2 separate regions of the Sus scrofa genome follow, and region 1 is linked to region 2. Evidence: chromatin contacts called from public Hi-C data. All regions are on one chromosome and are shown on one strand. Each heading gives the region's core, a stretch centred on a gene start, on an enhancer-like site or on the middle of the called end of the contact. The rest is flanking DNA. Distances are from core to core; before and after follow the strand shown.

What was found. A called contact is a pair of places that touch in the nucleus more often than the background predicts.
Region 1: a Hi-C map of liver shows a contact between it and region 2, with 2.6 times the contacts expected there. The contact joins two enhancer-like sites. A contact is called at or near these places in 2 of 47 Hi-C or Micro-C datasets (liver and skeletal muscle).

What each region holds. Positions count from the first base shown.
Region 1 is chr13:127,878,872-127,881,571 of Sscrofa11.1, forward strand. No RefSeq gene overlaps it. Among named protein-coding and RNA genes, the nearest start is that of TMEM207, 8.8 kb to the left of the region's middle. Within about 2 kb of position 1,285, at least 3 of the 83 cell types and tissues checked have an H3K27ac peak or open chromatin away from gene starts, as enhancers often do. A contact at or near this core is called in liver, where this site is marked.
Region 2 is chr13:127,646,734-127,649,433 of Sscrofa11.1, forward strand. No RefSeq gene overlaps it. Among named protein-coding and RNA genes, the nearest start is that of P3H2, 76 kb to the left of the region's middle. Within about 2 kb of position 1,343, at least 11 of the 83 cell types and tissues checked have an H3K27ac peak or open chromatin away from gene starts, as enhancers often do. A contact at or near this core is called in liver, where this site is marked.

The DNA.
Region 1 (2,700 bases), core at 35-2,534, 230 kb after region 2:
TGGTAACCTTATTGAATTCCTGAAAATTGCAAAATCTGGTTATGTTTTAAAAGCCGTTGGATTAACATTTCAGTTGCTAAATAGCTGAGTTTGTTGCTCTGTTAAATATAATGTGGAAGATATTAAACTCTACCTCTGTTCTTTTCACAAATTTCAGTGGAAGTTTTGTCTTGTCAAATATTAAAAGCTTAGGACTCTAACTTCCAAATCTTATTTTACAAAACATTACTCAAACTCTTGTCAATGTGAGGGATATATATTCTTAATTTTCTTTTATATCTCCCATTACTTTCCTCCCCACTTTCATTTTGGGGTTCCTGATTTTCTCCCTTTCATATTAAAATTAGAGTCAATGTTTTCTTAGAAAGGATAATCAAAAAATAATTTTGAACTGTCATATTTTTTAAAATCCAGTAGACATAATGGGAAAATTCAGAGCTTATCAATTTTGCTAACTTTTTTTGTCATGACAGTAAAAGGCAAATGTTTCTTGCTTGGACCAACCATCCATATAGAAATTGGCTCAGTTTGGTTTGTAGAAAGAATACATGCTGCAGGAAGTTTACCTTATTTCCATACCTTGTATTAACAAAAGTCATGACTTTCTGATCCAAAGAGATTGTATTAACTGCAGCTACTAATTACTAAAGCTCTGTCATTCGGCAAAGCAATTTACAAAAAAATGATTCACTTCAGCCTTGCCATACTTAAATTTTACTTAAAATCATTCCATCTACAGATGGAAAAAATAAGGCTATGGAACTTAGATTACTTGCCAAAGTTCACACAGCTAGGAAGTAACAGAGGTGGAATTGAAATATATGACTGTGACCGCCAGCCCTATGCATACGCAAATGCTCCTCTTCTTCCTTTAATTTCTACTTATTGCCTTTTAGACATGGGTACAGAGTCAACATCCTATTATTGAAGAATATCAGTGATGGTCACTCAGTGAGATTTGCTCCCACAGACCTTTGTTGGTACGCAAGGAATGCCAGTTACTGGAGTAAAGACATGGGATCTCAAGTCTATTTCTCATGTCTATCACAGACTGAGTGGACCAGGTTTTTCTTTGATGATTGTGTAATGAAAATTCCATTGCGGTTTACAAAGTTGGCAATTATTTCTGCATTGAAAAGAACTAAAAACAACTATCGCTAACTATTAAAAATCTACTCTTTCTTTCTTGTAACACTGGTTTTATTGAACCATTTGTTCTTCTCTCAACCCCATGGATGGCTCAGATATTTGTGTTGTCCATTCATTTGCCTTGTTAATAATTAGTTTAGGTCTGATAGGTGACCTAGTTATAGACAATAGGACTTGAGAAGAAATGTGCTCTGGGCGTCATGGATTATAGGAAACATTTCTCCACACTAATGTAGTATTAACCAGATGATGATTAAAACATTTTTCTGACCTGGGGTGTTTTGTGTTTAAAATGTTATATCTACTTCATAGCAGATGTCATGGAGGAGATGATATTGAAGATAGAGACAAGATGCATTATAAAGGATGAATGGAGGTAAACTGAAATGCAAGGCCATCTCAGGTAGAAGTAACAGAGAAAGTCAGGCTTCAGAGAAAGTCAAGGTTGTGGAAGATACAGTTGGGGAATGGCAACCAAGGGACTCCAATGGAGCTAGCACCAGGTATGCAGGGCCAGATTATGTTGGCCTTGAATCTCAGAATAAAGAGACCAACAAGTCTTTCCCTTCAGGAAATAAAACTGCTTAGAAGGTTTGGGAGTAAGATGACACAATGATCAGTTGTGACTCTAGAGCTGACTCTGGCTGGAGAAAATATCAAGTGAAGTGTTAGTTGTTATTAACATCCTAAATCCATAAAAAGGAATACATGTACTTCAGCGTATTATTAATAATTAATCATATGTTTACTTGGTTATTACTCAGATGTTAGACATGCTAATAACCCGATTTTTAACAGAATGATGAAAATAATTTAGACTATAAATGCACCAAAATGTCAAAAAAGCAAAAATGTTCATTTTTCTATCACATAAATTTGCCAAGAATTCTCTTAAATAAGGAATTTGAAAGAAAATTAAAGATTGACTACTGCATGCCCTAGGGAGCAATTCATGCGCCATGAAGTCTGCATTCCACCATGGCTGAGGAAAGGAGCACTTTGTCTTTGTAATTTAGACTGTAATTTGGGTTGTGATAGGGTGACACTAAGTGGCTGAAAAGGGAAAGGCTTAGTCAATAGAAATCAAAATAAGAACAAAAAATTACACTTGTGGTGACATTTATGACTCCCAGGCAACAGCATTAGGAAATTATACTCGTAGTAGCTTAGAATCGTTAAAGAAAATCAACAACTAGCAATTTCTTTCCTTCTGAGTAGCTTAACTCTCATCCATTCTTATAAATGGATGATAAAAGCTAATGGTGAATCATATAAGATGAATTGATAAATAAGACTTTTTCCTTTTAAATTATATATACACACTCATACACACATGCATTGCTTTTTCTGATTCAAAGGTATACTTATTAGATAAAATGTATTCCTTTTTTTGGAGTCGTTAATAGTAATAGTAAAATAATGAAAATAATAATTTTGTTTTTCAGCTTATGATACAGTAGATGTTCGAGTCTATCTCTGAGTAAATTTACTCAAATAAATAAATATATACATAATATCTTACTGAGATATTTTCAAAAATTTCTACCTGAA
Region 2 (2,700 bases), core at 93-2,592:
AATTCATCATGTTTTATGTTCTTTTTCATACTCTTATTTTTTTGTGTCATCTGGTGTTTCTAATTTAATTTGAAAAGTGGTTGTCTGCAGGATGTTCAATGTTTTCATAATTTCGTTTGAAAGTTGTCTATAGGTAGATTCAAGTGATGGAAAAAAATTGTTTAGGTAATTAAAGTAAAATAACTTGAAAGAAAAAAGGTGAGATTTGTCCAGTGATGCTGATTGGTGAGAGCAGGGGCCAAGCATCACTGGGGACCCGGTTTAAATCCTGGTCGCCTGATCCACTGAGGGAATGTAAGCTATGTACTTGAGATTCTTGGGATTGTGATTTCTATAACATGGAACAACAGAAGCTTTCTGGCAAGATGTATTTGAAAGTTACAAATAACAAAGATCACCAGGACAGCTCCTGACACCTGGTAGGTATTAAATACGTAGCAACTATTATTAGTATGTGATGGGATAAGAGAGAGGAGAAGGAATGGGGTGGAATAGTCTCAGGGCCAGAAACAGGAAGTATTTTGATGTGGTAGCAACAGAAAGAGGATAAGGAGGAAGAGAATAGGGGCTTTGGGTTTTAGGATCACTTTCAGAGGAGCTGGTAATATGCAAGTTCTGCTTACTTCAGCATCCTCATTCTAAAAAGCGAATCATTTTTCTATTCTTAGAGGTTTTCGAATTATGCTATGTCACCTAATATTTCTACAAAAATACTGAGAATTTAAATGGGGAATTTCCTAAGCCAAAACTTACCTCCTACTAGCTGGATTCCATGAAACTACAATGTTGACAGCTCCTAATGAACAGTTTTAGCATCTGGATTATATCAGCTTTCCTTGAATCATAAATCTTTTGTAATTCCTGCTTTTATAAAAGCAAATAAATAACATTGTTTCCATGTGGCTATATTTCTTTGCATAGCAGGACATAGAAATATGAAGATTTTTGTGGGGGGCGAGCAAACACATTTGTCCTTGACTGATGTTACCAGCAGACTCCTCCTATTTAATCTACATTATTCTTAAAGTAAATACAAATACTTGCTCCACATTCATACAACCCTTATGAGTTTACAAAGTACTTTTAAACATATTTGATACATATCTCATTTATTTACTAATATTCTATCTCCTAGATGATGCAGCGAAAGCTCAAATTTCAATGTCTTGTTCAGGGTCCTATGGCTAATGAGAAATTGATTCAGATTGTCTGATTCCAAATTCAAAAAAGTTTTCACTCTGTGCCTCTATTCCTTATTTCCATCATTCACTATAAGAGGAAACATGAAACGTGTTTGTCCCTGACCGCAGAGAATTTGGCAAGGAACACACACACACACACACACACACACACACACACACACACACACCCTGAGTGAAACATCACTACAGGCAAAACACAATGCTAAATGCTTTACAAGTGTTCCTTACAGGGCAGTTAAAATGTGCAGGGAAAGAGAAGGAGATTGAGATTGCTCTGCGTTGGGGTGATCAGGGACATAGCATAGAGGAAGTAAGAAGAAAGGTAAGAAGAATAATTTTTAAGAGTAGAAAACCAAGAAGCATTTGGGATGATTGTAGTAATCAAGTTGTCCTCCACCTCCAGGCTCTAACTCTCATTTGTAAACATTCCAGAAGGAATAGGACATTGCATTCTTGGCTGGAAGTTAAACAAGCAGATGAATCATCTGAAAATCCAGGGTTGGAGTAGGTTTTCAACTGATCAGTATGAGAGATACCCATGTTGATGGGCCCCTGGGGGATGGCGTACCTGCAGTAACCAAAACTGTGATGTCTGACACCTTTTACATGCTGCTACCCAGAAACTTGTAACCAGGCTTTAACAAACCAAACCATAATTTTTTTTTTTTTGTCCGTGTGGTAAGCACTGAGGACAGGGAGGCAGAAGAAAGAGCAGTGAGTTAGGAATCAGAAGAACTGGGCTTTGTCTTATGGTTGCAGCAACTCTTATGAGGACAACCTTGAGCAACTCACTTCAATCCCTCTGTGTTCCAGTTTCATCATCTGTAAAATGGGCCAAATGATACCTGCCCAGCCTACCTTTTTGCAAAAGATTAATGGGATGACATATGTGAAAGTGTCCTGAAAATGATAAATTGTACAAAGTATACAAATGTATACATTATACCAATGTACATGATATGCAAATGTTATATACTGACTTCCAAGGGATTTTTTTTTAAGTAAAATCCCCTCTAATTCTCTTTTGCAACTTAGCAAGCACTTAAACATTTTTTTTGCCTCATCACAATCTCCAAATACCTGATCTACATAGGGCTAGGTGTGAAATCGTTGTTCTTAAAGACCTAGTGAAAAAAATCATTTTCCCATAAACCTAGACTTCAGTGAAAATGTTGGTTGTCATTTTGGGCACTTGGGAACCCTTTCACTATATTAAGTGAGCTTTTGTAGAATGAGCAGATGTGCGAATTGATGTGGATGGTTAGAATAGGAGGTGGTGAATTAAAAAAAAAATGTAAAGACTAAAGAATATCCAGAAATTGGCACAACATTGTAAACCAACTATACTTTAATTTGAAAATGTAAAAAGGAATAAAATACTTAAAAAACAACTCTTTGTCAAAAATAAGTAAATAAATAAAAGAATACTCTTCCCTGAAAAGTTGTTGATACAGGCTAGTAATAACCAATTACAACATGACACTAAAGTCTCTACCAC